3 separate regions of the Mus musculus genome follow, and regions 1 and 3 are each linked to region 2. The links are chromatin contacts, called in public promoter capture Hi-C maps. All regions are on one chromosome and are shown on one strand. The core of a region is the stretch at or near the end of the contact, and the rest is flanking DNA. Distances in the headings are between cores, read along the strand shown. Region 1 holds the start of Lrrc23 (leucine rich repeat containing 23). Region 2 holds the start of Ltbr (lymphotoxin B receptor). Region 3 holds the start of Atn1 (atrophin 1).

Region 1 (2,700 bases), core at 182-2,681, 530 kb after region 2:
CAATATATTTATAGATGATATAGGCTGAAGAACACACAGCTTTGAGTAGCAGAGCTGTTTGGAACCCAGGATTTATGCTTTAAAGCTACCGCTGTTGCTAGAGCTCCCGTTCCTTGACACCAAGAGAACAGATTTGTCGATTACGTTCCCCAAACTCGACTGATCCAAAGGAACACTTTCTGACTTCCAGCCCACACATATTCCATCAGACCACTTTGCAATCTTTAAAAAGATTAGTTTACCCAAGTGTATGGTTGTGTGTGTATGTGTGTGTGGGTGGGGAGAGTATGTGCATGAAGGCCAGAGACATTGGATCCCCTGGAGATGGAGTCCTAGATGGTTGGGAGCCACCTTTTGTGGGTGCTGAAAACTCTGCAATTGCACGAGTGCTCTCAACCCCTGAGCCATCTAGCCTCCAATTTGCATTTTATATAAAGCAGGTAACAATTAGTCCCATGTGTTCCTGTATCAAGCATTCTCTTTTCCTTAGACTCCACAAGATAGTGTTAGTTGGGCATGGTTGCGCTCACCTGTAATCCCAGTGTTTAAGAGGCTGGGAAAGGAGTGACTTCGAGGCAGCCTGGCTTACATAGAAAGTCTGCTGCTTCAGAGGAAAACAGCAACAGCGAAGACACAGAGTAACTCAGCAGACTCCTCCCAGTTCTTAACGTTACGTTTATTCTACAGAATTCTAGAGGACTGCTAGTAATCAGCAGATCTACCAAGACTCCAAGCCAGACCTTTTATTTTTTAGATGTATTAATTTTATTATTTTATGTGTAGAGGTCAGAAGATGGCATCAGATCGCTAGAGCAGGAGTTACAGATGGTTTGTGAGTGCTGGGAATAGAGCTGGGTCTTTTAGAAGAACAGCCAGGGCCCTTAATCTCTGAGTTATCTTTCCTGCCAGAGGGGGTCGCAGGGGTCGCAAAGCTGGGTCTTAAAGGTTTGCACCACCAGGCCACCTTCGAAGTAAATGAGCGGAACCCGGCCAGCAACAAATCCCATAACTTAGTATTTCTTGCTTCTCTTCGTGCCTTTCCCCCCTCATCCATCTCCTTTTTGCTTCTTAGGTATAGTCTTAAAGCCCAATTCCTTTGCATCCGGACATCTAATTGCTTTAAGGACTTAATGGCCAGCCCCGCCTCCCTCCCGCTTCTCAGTGCTGCTGTTAATATTGGACCATTGTTTTATGTCCGCCGACAATTAACTCCTTGACACTCTTTTCTCGCCTTCTCCTGGTTCCTGGGATTAGAAATTTGGCCTCGTAACCTGGCAACTACTGAGCTACCCGCTGAGGGTGGAAAGAGGGGCGTTAGGGTTTTTGCTTTGCGGTTGAGGTACTCTAAACTCTCAACGGAAGCTGGCTGCAAAGCTAAGCGTCCCGCCCCTGTTGCCATAACAACAATAAATAACTCCGGCTACCCCGTTGCGTCTTCCAAAAAAACAGTCTTGGCGTCTCAGCACAAAGATCCTCTCCTTAACTACTTCTAGAGGAGCAGAGTCAGGGTCTGCGCCCACTTCTGAAGGCGAACTGGGTTGGAGGGTTGAAGACTTCGTGTCAGGGAAATGGTGGTGTTAAGCAAAGAGGCCGCATTAGAAGAGGGGTTGGGGTGGAAGGGAACCCAACCCGGAGGTGAGGTGTGGGTAAAGAAGGGGAGGAGGAGTAGGTAGGGGAGATTTTAGGAGGACATGTAGAACTGTATCAAAGGGAATTGAGGAAGGAGGACGCTGGGCTGCTGGGACACTGTTGGAGGCAAGTGACAGCAGGAACAGTCCGGGAGTGTGGGAAAGTGTCCTGAAGGGAGCAGGGGTGGAGTGGGAGGAGGCTCCGAGCAGAGACTGGGAGTCCAAAGACGGTCTCCAGCATGAGGAAAGATGCACAAGTGGGAGTTCAGAGGAGACAGACTGTATAGGGCACCTGTAGCTGGAGGTGAGGGACTGGAGGGTTGGGGGGGTGGGAGCTAAGACCTTCTTTCTCAGGACCAGGACTGAGTCTCATCTGACTCCAGAGCGCAGGGCAGAGAAAGATGTCGGATGAAGATGATGTGGATGACGTTGATGCAGAACAGGATGAAGTGGAAAGTGACAAGGAGATAGAGGAATGGGAAGACTACAGGAAAGAGACAGAAGAAGCCTCTGAGGAAGTGAGAGCCTGCTTCAGGAGGGCTCCCGGGGCTCGGGACTAGAGGGGAGCTGGAGAGGGATGCCTGTATTCCCCACCTCTTACAGTGGCTGCCCACCCCCATCACGGAGGCCATGATGAAGGAAGGGCTCTCATTACTCTGCAAGATTGGCAGTGGACTGGCTCACGCTTATATTAAGCTGGAGGCTAAGGACAGGTGAGGACTGCGAGACGGGAGCATCTCGTGCCTTCCCTCTCTCATTCCTGAGTGTTTGGGCTAGAGCTCATGGGAAGACATGGTGGGCTTCGCTTTTCAGAACGTCCGTCCGGGACTCTTAGGTGACTGGGAGGGTAGCTTAGCAGTGGAGAACTTGCCTAGTATGCACAAGGCTCCAGGTTCATTCCCAGCACCAAAAACAACACACTGAAGCTTCTGTGGAGGAGTCTCTGTTTGGCTCCGAGATGTAGCTTAGTAGTATGAAAGGTCGTCTGCCATGTGCAAGGCACTAGTTTTGATCTCTGCACTGAAAAACAAGAAGAAAACCCCACTTGCCTCCTCTTCCCCTCCGTCTCTGT
Region 2 (2,700 bases), core at 60-2,559:
GATCCACCATGGAAAAGGTCAGTTCTCAGGTGAGCTATTGCAAGAGAAGGCTTTCCCTCATTCCAAATGAGAGTCCAACCCCACCCCCCACCCCCGAGTCACAAGGGAGGCAGGACAGATGTTGCCATGGGCTGGGATCTGAAAATCAGATCTGGACTGCAGTTAAGTTCTTCCAGAGTGGCTAAGCGGTGTGGACAGCCTTCATTTACACAACGAATATGTACCTGGCCAGTGGCATAAGCCAGATCATGCTAGACTCCGTGAGCCTAGACTAAATAGCCAAACCAGGCCACGGGCCAGCCAATAGCCTAGTAAGGAGCACAGGGCAGACATTAGGGTTCCTTGGGGGCTCCATGGCTGTTTTCTTAATAGAAATTTAGAGGGGTGTGTGTGTGAAGGGGGCTGGGGGGGGGGGTTGGGAATCAGTAGACGTGGGAAAAAGGGGTGTCACATACTTCCAGCAGCTCTGGGCTATTAATGGCAGGAAGAAAAGGCCCACCAGGCTTAACGATCTTGGAACCCTGTGCACCGCTGCCTGGCACCCTGGGCAGGTCTTCTCTAGAAAGTAAGGTACCTACACTGGCTGGGCTCTCAGGTCCCTCGGTTTAAGAGAGTTATAGGCTTATGTGCACACACGCTGGAACTAGGCTACCCAGCCCCAGCCCAGAAGCCCCCACTCACCAGGACCTGGGTTTACACACGCCCACCCTTCCGTGAGAGAGGTCCCAGAGGAGAGGACAGATTCAGGGCCAGCTGAACTCTCTCCAGTGTCTTGTGGTGTGCGCCCTGGTGTGTGGCGTGGGTGGGCTTGTTACTGTGGAAGCTTCTTTTTAAAAAGTCACAGAGTGGAGCAGGCCCTCAGTCTCTGCCAAGTGGGATGCCTGGCCAGACGCTGGCTGCATCTGCTAACCACCTCTGGGTATCCTGGCTGGGTGCACTGTCAATCCCTGGCGCCTCCTCTTTGCAAATCTGACACCCAGCTGTCCACAGCTCTCTGCCTCAACGTCCACGGCAGGTCAACCAAGTCAGCTCTGCCTCGGGCTCTCGGAGGTGGGCCTGACTGATGGCTAGCCACTGTCTCTGCTGCCCCCCTTTCGGCCAGCAAGCGATCCTAATCCGCAATCCCCTCTGAGAGCCAGGCTTCCGAAGAAAGGTGGAGGCCGGGTTCCGGGCCTGCAGCTCTCACGTGCTTTCCCGGCCACCCCCTCCCGCCCTGCGTCGAGGCGGCCAAGCCTGTTCCTCTTCCCCCCCCCCGTCGCGATTGCGACAGGCCGGCCTCTGCTCCCAGGGCTCCCTGCCCCCGCCCCCGGCCGGCTCGCTCCACTCCCACTTCCTGAGCCCGGCGCTGGAGCCCTGGAGGCCAGGCCCGGCCGCTCCCGGCCCCCGGGGGCACGTCGGCCCAGCCGCCAGGCTTGGGAAGTCGTGGCCAACGCTGCTCAGGACGTCCGGGCTTCCCACCTTCCTCCTAGGACTCCACCCGGTCTGGTCAGCCGAGCCGAAAGGCCGCCATGCGCCTGCCCCGGGCCTCCTCTCCCTGCGGCCTGGCCTGGGGGCCACTCCTGCTGGGACTCAGCGGGCTTCTGGTGGCCTCTCAGCCCCAGCTGGTGAGGGAGGGGCTAGGTGGGATGGACCAGGTTTCTCTCTAGCCCTTCTGCCCTCCAGAGCTGACCCTGCCTCATTCTTCTCTTTCTCCGCCTCCTCTGGAAGGTGCCCCCTTATCGCATAGAAAACCAGACTTGCTGGGACCAGGACAAGGAATACTACGAGCCCATGCACGACGTCTGCTGCTCCCGCTGTCCCCCAGGTGAGAACAGTGGCTCCAAGTGGCTTGGGTGGTAGAGGTGAGCCAGAATGAGCCAGCACTGCTAAAACTAGCCAGGAAGGAGAGTCTACGAAGCATTAGCATTGTCCCACGGACACTGAGATTTGAAGAGGTAGCGGCATGTAGCCATGAAGACAGGATGGGGACAAAGAGACCAAGGAGAGGCTCCGAGGCATGCAGCAAGCAGAGGCAGCGGACGCAGAGATGGACTTCTTGTCTCCTGATAACCCTCTTTCCCCATTCGCCTCATAGGCGAGTTTGTCTTTGCGGTATGCAGCCGCAGCCAAGACACGGTTTGCAAGACTTGCCCCCATAATTCCTATAATGAACACTGGAACCATCTCTCCACCTGCCAGCTGTGCCGCCCCTGTGACATTGGTAAGTGGGGACTCATCTGGATCTGCATGATGGGTACGACTGGGAGGGCCAGCTCCTCTCTGACTCTTCCCTCTCCCTGACAGTGCTGGGCTTTGAGGAGGTTGCCCCTTGCACCAGCGATCGGAAAGCCGAGTGCCGCTGTCAGCCGGGGATGTCCTGTGTGTATCTGGACAATGAGTGTGTGCACTGTGAGGAGGAGCGGCTTGTACTCTGCCAGCCTGGCACAGAAGCCGAGGTCACAGGTCAGAGGTCACTGAGGGCAGCCAGTAAAGGGAGGCTGGGCATCAAGGGCAAGGAACGTGATACTGTGCGCATGGTGCTTCTCCCCACTGGTACTGTGAGTGTGGTACCTCTGCCCACTGGGAGAACCATAAAGAATCTATCAGTCCTTGAAAAAGGCTCACAGGAGGGGGTCTGCCAAGACATGAACTGGTATGAGGAGCTTAGAAGGTAGCTCCCTCCTGTCAGCCCTGGGGAAGCTTGGGCAAAACGGCAGGCTG
Region 3 (2,700 bases), core at 119-2,618, 560 kb after region 2:
CTGGGCACCCTAAAATGTATGTAGGTCCTTTCCACCTAATCCCCCACTTCATCCCTTCTGTGACCATGACCAAAGATGCTACTAGTAATGACTTCAGACTTGAGAAGGTCTAGTTCAGGAACCTCGAGAAAATGAAGGGCCCAAAAGTGAAGTGCCACCTCTTAGTTACCTCTTCCACACTAGGGCCTGGACCCCAGTCTGTCACTCCTCCAGGGTTCTCCCTCCGTCTCTAGCTCCTCTCTTTTCCCATCACTGGCCCTCCCACCACGTTGCCACAAAAGCCCTATTTATCTTGTGTTTCCTTCCAGACCTCTCTAATTCATTCTCCTCCACTTTATTTGCCAAAGGAAATAGTTCTTAGTTCGATTGGAAGTCCCCACATTCATGTTTACCAACCCAGCCCACCCCAGTCTCCCTCTAGAATAGGCATCCTCTGCCCTCCACCCCTCTTCTGAGACTTCTCATGCCTTCTCTCCCACAGAGGGATCTCCGGACTTGCCTCCAGCTTTCCTTCATCATTCCCAAATTCTTGTGGTTTGCATTCTTCTCAACACCAATCACTGCCTTAAACGCTTATCTCTTCCAGAAACACCATTCTCCTAGTACGTCTTCATCCTTTCCCGCCCAGGTCCACAAACTTCCATCGTAGGCTCTCCAAAATAGCTCCTAAACCCCTCCAGCCTCTACTTCTGGCCCTTCCTCTCCATCTTTCCAATACAGTCCCATTATCCAAATCTCTACTTCATAATTCCCCAAACTCCACCTACTTCACCCCTGCCACAGCCCCTCTTGTCCCCAAACTTCTCCAGCCTCCCCAGGTCTGCCTTCGCAGTCCACAGCCCCTCCCACCCAGCCCTCTCCCGCGCGGGGCCCGCGAGCTCCCCACGCTCTGCGCAGCGAGGCCCTCTCTCTCTGCGCCCCGGCCGGCTTCGGCCAACTCGCCCGGCGCCTCCCCTTCCCCGATCCTCCGCCCCCCGACTGCCGCGCGCTCCCTCCCTCGCGTCTCCTCCGGGCCCCTCTCTCTCCTCCGTTCCTCCGCGCTCCCTCCTTCTCCCTCTTCCTCCCTGCTCCCATCCCCCTCTCCCGAGCGCCCTCCCTCCGCCGTCCGCTTTCCTGTGCGAGTCGCCGGACGCGCCGCCCAGCCTGTCCGTCCGCCCGCAGCCCCGCGCCCGACCGGGGCCTCGGGCCAGGACGCGTTTCGGGGTGGCAGGCCTCGGGGCGGGCTAGGGGCGCGCGGCACCAGCGGCGGGAGGGTCGGGGGTCGCGGGCCTCGCCGGGACCGCGAGTGCGGGCGGAGGCGGGCGGTGCGGCGGGGGCGGGCGCGGGCGGCGCGTTCCGGGCGGGAGGGCGGGCGAGGAGCGCGAGAAGCCGATCGGGGCTGCGCGGGGAGCCGGGCATGGGGGCCGCCCTCCGGGGGGGCCGGGGCCGCCGCCGCCGCCGCCGCGGCAGCGACTGAAGCCGCGCTGTAAGGAGGGGCGGGGAGTGGCCGCCGCCGTCCCCGGGAGGCGCCGGAGCCCGACCGCACTCGCAGCCAGCCAGCCGTCCCGAGCTGCTCGCAGGTAAGGTCCGCTGCCGCCGGCCCGGGCCGCCCCGTTCCGGCCCGCGGCTCCCCGCCCCCACCCCTCCCGGTCCCCCCTCCCGCCGCCGCCTCCATTTGTTATTTTCCCGGTCGCGTTCCCTCATTGCGGGCACGACCGGGCCCGAGGCTGGGGACTCAGGGGGTGGGGCCGCCCGGAGGAGGGACGCGGGCCTGGGAGTCGCGAGCTCGGGAGGTGGGGGGAGGAGGGTTTTGGGAGGAGGGCTGACGGGGCCGAGCGTCGCCAGGACCAGAGCCTAAAGGGGAGGAACGCCGAGGTGGAGACTTGGCGGAGGTAAACCGGGGGATGCTGTGCGGGTGGTTCGCGGAGAAGGCAGGACGGATCGGAGAGATGGCAGCGAGGTGGGGCGTGAAGGCTCCAGTAACCCCACAGGCCCAGCACCGGGTTTCCAGGTTGCGGGTCTTGGGAACAGGGAAAGGGGTGTGGTAGGTGGTAAAATGAGGGTTGTAGCTGCCGAGACGGGGGATTGAACCTGGGGGGAATGGAGATGAACCGGGAGAGGCCCAGCTTTGAGAAGACCGACGTTTTTTGGGGTGGAAATGGGAAGGCCATATCTTTTGTGACTCAGTTTTCTTTCCCCCAATCCTGGTCACCTCTGACCCCGTTTTCCTAATCCCAGACCTAGTTACTTCGTGAAGGGGGGGCACTGAGTCTTGGTAGTGTGAGTCCTCCTAACACGAATAAGAAAGGCAGGGATACTGAAGGGAGAATTGGGAAGGTTGGGAGGATGGGAAAGAAGAGAAGATTGGGCAATCATATAGGCATTCCAAGGAATTGTGACCTCCACCCTCACCCCCAGAGCATTGGCTGTCCCATAGGAGGACTTCCTTACTGCCTTGATCTCAGAGATCTCTTTGTGCCTGGGGTAGGTTACCCTAAAGCTCCCTTTCCTGAAAGGTTGGAGTTGCTCTGGCAACTAAGGTGGTAATAGTGGCTGCCAGATGGACCCCTGGGATGGTCTCTTGGGGGGCACTTTTTTTTTTTATCCATTTTGTTGCCATGGTAGTGAGACAGTGGGAAGTCCAATAGGTGGGGATTCAGTATGTAGATTGGGCCTCTCTCAGCCTGTAGCTTTGTCCTTGGTGGGTCTCCGGGAGATGTT

The links. Promoter capture Hi-C pulls out the DNA fragments that hold promoters and counts their contacts.
Region 1: a contact with region 2 is called in a promoter capture Hi-C map of liver, with 2.2 times the contacts expected there. The contact joins the promoter of Lrrc23 here to the promoter of Ltbr in region 2. A contact is called at or near these places in 3 of 39 promoter capture datasets (liver and pre-B cells), 1 of 115 datasets of contacts at active chromatin or transcription factors (pancreatic cancer cells) and 1 of 9 other capture datasets (pancreatic islet).
Region 3: a promoter capture Hi-C map of neutrophils shows a contact between it and region 2, with 4 times the contacts expected there. The contact joins the promoter of Atn1 here to the promoter of Ltbr in region 2. A contact is called at or near these places in 3 of 39 promoter capture datasets (liver and neutrophils) and 1 of 115 datasets of contacts at active chromatin or transcription factors (pancreatic cancer cells).

Annotation. Positions count from the first base shown.
Region 1 is chr6:124,778,458-124,781,157 of GRCm38.p6, reverse strand. Lrrc23 (leucine rich repeat containing 23) reads left to right here and starts at 1,431. Exons shown (of 8, transcript NM_001302555.1): 1 at 1,431-1,508; 2 at 2,012-2,146; 3 at 2,232-2,341. The coding sequence starts at 2,030.
Region 2 is chr6:125,312,494-125,315,193 of GRCm38.p6, reverse strand. Ltbr (lymphotoxin B receptor) reads left to right here and starts at 1,309. Exons shown (of 10, transcript NM_010736.4): 1 at 1,309-1,604; 2 at 1,708-1,804; 3 at 2,075-2,200; 4 at 2,284-2,442. The coding sequence starts at 1,509. It also overlaps a transcript of Scnn1a not described here.
Region 3 is chr6:124,755,155-124,757,854 of GRCm38.p6, reverse strand. Atn1 (atrophin 1) reads left to right here and starts at 1,368. Exons shown (of 10, transcript NM_007881.4): 1 at 1,368-1,559.